2 separate regions of the Gossypium hirsutum genome follow, and region 2 is linked to region 1. Evidence: chromatin contacts called from public Hi-C data. All regions are on one chromosome and are shown on one strand. Each heading gives the region's core, a stretch centred on a gene start, on an enhancer-like site or on the middle of the called end of the contact. The rest is flanking DNA. Distances are from core to core; before and after follow the strand shown. Region 1 holds the start of LOC121219938 (zinc finger HIT domain-containing protein 3). Region 2 holds the start of LOC107962820.

Region 1 (3,468 bases), core at 329-2,828:
AGTACAAGTAAGTTAAAAAGGACAATAAACCCAAATTTTCCTTTAAATCTTTGTCTACAAAAATTGAGACCATACACAATTGGTTAGGTACTTTTAGCAAACACACATTCAACACCATTATTAGAAGTTTAGAATATAAGTTGATGAGAAAGGATTAGGCAAACAAAATTCCTATGATTAAAAAGCAATAAAATCAAGCAAAATTTGAATATTTATCAACCTAAATGAAGAAATAAAAGATGAAATAGAATAATTAAGGGGAAAAAAAGAGAACTAAAAGGAATTGTTGGGTGTTATACCTTTGTGTGTCTTGAAACATGCCAGAGAACAGCTGAAAAAAAATGAAAGAGTAAAATAAACAAATAAAAACCCAGAAATAAGAAAACTGTAAAAAGAATGGAAGGGAGCTGAAGAACTTACTAAGGAACAAGACAAGATGGGCACTTGTATTTGGATTGAGTTTGGTTGCAAACTTGACACTGCCGTGAAGGACCTCCCATTTTTTTTTCTACTTCGCCAAACAACAAAGCAAAAAAAAAAAAAAAAAAACCTTTTTAATGTTTGATTTGGGGCGTTAAAAACTAACCCAAGAAAACAAAAGTAGTTATTGATTGGAGGAAGAAGAAAGGTAAGACGATGGCGGGGCAGAGACGATTGCCTCCTTTCCAAACTCCTAAGGTTTTTTTCTCTTTTATTTGTTAGTTTTTGTTAGTATTGTGGTCTAATAATGATTTCAGTCCCTTTAGTATGTTGAAATTATAATTTAATCCCAGACCGAGATTAATCCTGGAAACTAAGAAGAAACTTCCACACAGACATCAATCACAGGAAATTCGTGGATAAGAAACAGTCTAAAATCTAATCATAACTCAAACAAAGCACACTCACTAGAAAAACCCACAACATCATGAAAAACACTTAACTATTCAAAGAAATCAATCCTAGAACTAATCTTAGGAGCCAATAATGTTCAATCCTCATTGAAAACAACACCAGTGCACGTTGTGGGCTTCGGTAATTATTCAATGAAATTAGTGGATGATAGTTTCTTTTTTCTTCATATTCATGCTTAGAACTTGGAAAAGGAGGCTGTTTTTTAATCTCTCCTGTCTCAACTGTTGTTCAAGATCAGTTTTGTTTTAATGCAGAAACTAGAAAGAGCGACTGAGGGAGAGACGTTACCGTCGAGAGAGTGACGGACGGTGGCGGCAGCCGAAAGATGAGGAGTAGAGGCGGAAGCCGGTGGACAGAGGAGAAATGTAAAGCTGGCACCAGCAGGGGGAACGGCCGACGGGCGACGGAGGTGAAGCACGGGGGTCAGCCAGCAGGGATGTTTTCTTCTATTTTGGTTTCGTGAATTTAGGTTTTTGGGTTTTTAATAGGCTTAATTGAACAGAGACCCTTAACTATGGCCTCTTTATAAGTTAGGGAATAAAGTTTTTTTTGTCGGGTCCGTAATCAAAGTTCGGCCTTGCCTTCAGATACCATACCGCTATACAATTACAACCCATCTTTGCTCAATGAGTGCAAAATACCCATATTTTAGCACCCGGTGCAACGGCTCAAAGTGCAACATCGAGCGCCAATTTGATTTAGGGTGGCAGAAGGGGGTAAAATTACTTTGTTATCTATTTCATTAGGAATTGTGGGTTTTTTGGTCCATCACATTCATACATTTACTATTCATGTAACGATATCTTTATTTTTGAAAGTTGTTCTATTTACTCGTAGCTCACATTTGATATTGGATCAAATAAATCTCGATTTTTATTTTCCTTATGACGGGCCTTGAAGAGGGAGCATGTCAAGTTTCAGCTTGGGATAATGTCTTTGTACAAGCCCATTTTGCCCGGGCCCATACCAGCAAAACATATACACTAGGCCCAACTAACCCAAACAAACCCAAAATTATTAACCTAGCCCAAAATTTAAAAAAAGAGACCAATGGCCCAAACGGCCCAAAACATAAACAAATTTCAGCAAAAAAGAAAACCCTAGGGTTTCCCTGCCTCTCCAGTTTCGCGCCACCTGCTACCATGTGCGTCTGACGCCTCCTGCCATCGCCGTACGGTCACCTGCAAACACGCAAGAAGAAAAGCAGAAGTAGACAAGACTAGACAGAAAAAATTTAGCTTTCTTTGGCTATAAAGCTGAATATTGTAAAATGAAATAGGGGGCTTCATCACTGTAATCGGGAGTCCCGATTTTTGAAAAGAAAAAAAACATTAAAAGAAAGAAATACAAAGCAGAAAACAGAGAAGGTTTTCCCTTCTTTTTCTCTATCATTCTGTTTAGAAGATCTTTTTTTCTTTTGTTTTATCTACTCCTTTTTAGAATATTAGTAATAAAATAAATAAAAGGGGACTCAACGGGAACCGCCACGGTTTCGCCGTCGGAGGGTTTCTCCTCCGTCTCCGATTCAGATCCGAAAGGGGTTGAGGATTCCCCTCTTTCTCGCGGGTTGAGAGAGCTTGGCTCTCAAGGACGCCGCAACGAGGGCTAAAGGGCCTTTCTTTCTCGGCGTTGACCGCCGGCCACGGGGTGCCGCAGCGGAGGCCGAAGAAGGCCATCATTCGGATGGTTGGGGGGAGGTGGAGAGTTTTTGTTTTTTTTATTTCTTATTTTTTTTGAAGCAGATTAGAATGAGATTTAGGGGTTTTTTTTAGTTTTTATAGCATTTAAAACGGCGCCGTTTTAGCCCCATAACCCGCGCGTCGACCCGACCCGCGACCCAGGGTCCGCGTTTTTTTGTGCGGGTGGGTTATTTACGTGCGCGGTCCTTCCGCTTTTGAAGCGCGTTGCAATTTGCCCCTTTTTTGTTATTTTCTTTTATTTTTAATTTAGCCCCAGAGTTTTATTTTGGTTTCATTTTGGTCCACTACAGCACTGCCTTTTGGGGCTATGGTCTATTTACCTGTTTGGTCCCCCCTCTTTCGGCGAATGTCACAATTTAGTCCTTTTCGTTTTTTATTTTAAATTCGCCCAATATTTTCTTTTTTATTTCGATTTAGTCCGCATTTTAGCACTTTTATTATTTAAGTTAATTATTACTATTACTATTATTATACTAATATAATTGCTTCTATATATATATGTATATATGTGCCCATATGTACGTTTTTTTTTATATATACTATAGTTTATATATGTATGTATTTACATGCATATATACATTCTTACATGTATTCTCTTTTATTTGCATAAATATATATATTTGCATATCCTTTATACTTCTAAAATATGTATTTTGTATATACTCTTTATATTTTATGTATTCCATAACTTTTTATATACATATATACATTCACTTACTTTATGATTTATAACTTAAATATGTTTATATATATACATGAACATTTTATTTCCTACTATTTGTATTGTTATTGTTATACTATTTGATATTTATTTATTTATTTATTCATGTATTCGTTATTATTTTTAGGAACTGCTTTAATTATCTTATATACT
Region 2 (3,468 bases), core at 255-2,754, 160 kb after region 1:
CATGACACTCTAATATTATGTCACGCCATCGCTTAAAAAGTTCAAATGATGATATGATACAAATTTAAAATATCATATCATGAGGTACTAAAATTAAGGAAAATTGTGAAATTGAAGCACTAATGTCTAATAGGGACAAAAATGAAATTAGACCAAGTTGGGAAGAATCATCCAATTGAAGTAGTGGAGGACAACGAAGTGATGTCATAAGGACGTGGACAACTATATCAATAGAACAAAGCGTTGTCGTATAACATCATTGTAAAACTTGTGGAAGAGGTTGGTTGGTGCTAAAGAAAATCATGGCAGCAACGACAATCTCTGCCGTCCAGTTTAAGGCCAATTATTTCTTCCTAGGTTTCGTCTCACCCTTACGAATAATTCCATTTTCATTTGTCCATGTTTTTCTTATTTTATCGAATTAAATAAACATGTAAGAATAAGCTTTTCAGATTTGTTTATTAAATAAAATAAACACAAATAAAACTTATTCACAAGTTTATTTATGTGTCAAAATCATATTATAAGTTCTGCTCATATTTATTTTGTTTGAGATAATGTCTAAAACTACTCATAACTCTTCATCAACCTATAAATAAGAGAATAATATGCTTCAGTACCCATAATTCCTCCCCAACCTATAAATAAGAATATAATATGCTTCAAAAGGCTTGAAACAAAGTCATCTTACATTGACAACAATAATTATACCAATCGAATTAAGACTCAATCTATATTTATGTATATTTGATAAAACTCTAATTGTAAGATTTATTAGAAAAATAACATATATTATATTTGGATGAGATTTATAGTAACCTTTCCTGTTTTAAGATTAAATAATATATATTATATGCCAAACCAAAGAAAGATATACTTTATAAAGAAAAATTCAAAATATTTGGGAGGGTGAACTTGTGAAAAGGACAGGGAAGCAAATTTTTCCAAATAGGGTTAATATACTATTTAGTATCTGAATATATTTTTAATGTTCAAATTGATACCTAAGTTTCTCATTTTAGTATCTGAATTTGGTTTCAATGTTCAATTAGGTACTTAGACCAAACAATATCATATGGTTTGATGAATATTTGACATGTATGCTCTAATAAACAACATCATAGGTATTTGATTGAGATAAAAAAAATCTCAAATACTAAATTGAATATTAAAGTCAAACTCAGGTATTTAACTGGGAAACAAAACTCAAGTATCAAACTGAAAAAAAAAATTCAAGGTACTAAAGCAAATATTAAAGCCAGACTCAAGTACCAAATTGGGACAAAAATAAACTTAGGTACCAAATTAAATATTTATGTCAAAATCAAGTACCAAATGGTATATTAATCCTTTCAAATACCAAAACTCCACGTAGGATATAATATAATTATAATATTACATCTTATTTTATAATATACCTAGAAAAAAACCGTTAAGTTACTTAAAACTGAAAAATGGTTAAAAGAAAATAATATTTTAACTAATTAATATTTATTTATTATTATAATAATATTATTAATTTTAACGCGAAAGCTTAATTCTCGGCAATGTCTGCTCTCGCAGGCTCAAGAATGTCACCAGTTGCAGCCGTAAGCTTCGCTCTCTTCTCCACCATTTCCAATTTCTCATCTTTTATCATTTATTTTCCTTTTATTTTTCTACTTTTTTTTCTTCTATAGGCTTTTTTTTTGGTTTATTTTCTTTTTGTAATGTTTGCCTCTCTCGATCCAATCTAAAAAAATTGTCAGCTCAAGGACTCAAAACATGGATTTTATGAAGCAGATGAATTTTCTGGTACTGTTATTTTAATTTTGTTGTAATTTCGTTTAATATTTTTAAAATTTTGATGGATATGCCACTGAATTTCGGTTGAAACTTTGCTGATTATGTTTTTTTTTTATATATATTTGCTGTTTTTTTTTTTTTTAGGTTTCGGTATACGTAATCCTGAGCGACGATCTTGAAACATAAGATTTTAGTGTTTTGTTTTTCGTTTTTAGATTGGTTTTGCATATTTCTTCGTTTGGATCTAAGGTGATCTGATTGATTCTGGAATCTGTAGACGAGAGAGGCATTTGCATACTTAGAAATTTAGCTAAAATTTGGCCTTGGATCGAGAGATGCTAATATATTGTGAATAAATTGTACCTAATTTATGTAAAAGTGGAAGTGATCTTCCTTTTGTTACATGATTGAGGCAAATTGGGATGCAAATAGTAGAGATAGGAAGTTACTGATGTGTGAAAGTCTGTTGGTTTTGATTTGATGTTTAAGCTATTATTACTTGGAGGTAATGCATAGGGGAATACTAGATTTTGACTGAGAGGTTGTGAATGTTAGCTGAAATGAGAATATCTTGATTATGCTTTACTGGTTGATGGGTTGAACTGGAAAAGAGTGGCTTGAAGAGCTAAGCTAAGACATTGTTTATGCAAGTACATTGACCCAGGAACTTGTTTGAGGAACATGATCAGGGAGGCGCCTAACACATCTGATCAATTGATTGAGCAAGAATATACATCTGCTGTTCCCTGTATAGCAAAGAATGTAAATAATTATAATATCTCTGTACAGACAGGTGAGGAATTCTCCGTGGAGTTTCTTAAGGAATGTGTTGGCACAAGAGGGATTCCTGCTATACCAGATGCAGCTCAGATACATGAGAAGAGAGTTGGGATAAACCAAAACCAAAACCAGAACCAAGAGCTGATGTATCAGGATCTAGCCCAAATTCTTGGGTTGAAAAGAATGGATTCTGAGTGTGTTTCTGATCTTTCTGATTTTTCTTCTGCGCAAGGGTCTTTTAGAGAGAGTGAAAATGGGTCTTGTGTTGAAAAATTAAGTAAATACCAGAAGGAAGATGATGATATTGGACAAGTGGCAAGGAAGGCTTTCGGTGAATTGAATTGTGATTGGAGCCATCTGAATGTCTCCGCACCAGCTACTACACCCAGTAATGTATGTGACACTACTAGTTCCAGCAACTTTGGTGGGCAGGGAGCTTCTGATGGAACACCATCTGGGAAAATGAAACTTCTTTGCAGCTTTGGTGGAAAAATATTGCCCAGGCCTAGCGATGGCAAACTCAGATATGTTGGGGGAGAGACACGTATTATTTCCATTCAGAAATGTCTTTCTTGGAAGGAGCTTGTGAGGAAAACATTAGATGTTTTCAACCAACCTCATTCAATCAAGTACCAACTTCCAGGTGAGGATCTTGATGCCCTTATATCTGTTTCTTCTGATGAAGACCTTCAGAATATGATGGAGGAATTTAATGGGCTTGAAAAGCTTGAGGGTTCTCAAAGGCTGAGGATATTTTTGATTCCTTTCGGGGAGTCTGAAAATGCACCTTCCCTTGAGGCTAGCACCATTCAGCAGAGCAATCCTGATTACCATTACATGGTAGCTGTTAATGGGATGGTAGACCATAGTCCTAAGAAAACTTGTGGCGGGCAGTGTTTACCC

Evidence for each region. Hi-C and Micro-C count contacts between places; a contact is called where the count stands out from the background.
Region 2: a Hi-C map of hypocotyl shows a contact between it and region 1, with 3 times the contacts expected there. The contact joins the promoter of LOC107962820 here to the promoter of LOC121219938 in region 1. A contact is called at or near these places in 8 of 34 Hi-C or Micro-C datasets (callus, hypocotyl, leaf and 1 more).

The regions. Positions count from the first base shown.
Region 1 is chrD08:62,574,373-62,577,840 of Gossypium_hirsutum_v2.1, forward strand. LOC121219938 (zinc finger HIT domain-containing protein 3) reads right to left here and starts at 1,579. Exons shown (of 8, transcript XM_041098753.1): 1 at 1,183-1,579; 2 at 421-508; 3 at 300-331. The coding sequence starts at 500.
Region 2 is chrD08:62,737,521-62,740,988 of Gossypium_hirsutum_v2.1, forward strand. It overlaps LOC107962820, which reads left to right and starts at 1,505. Exons shown (of 9, transcript XM_016899353.2): 1 at 1,505-1,589; 2 at 2,575-3,468. The coding sequence starts at 1,548.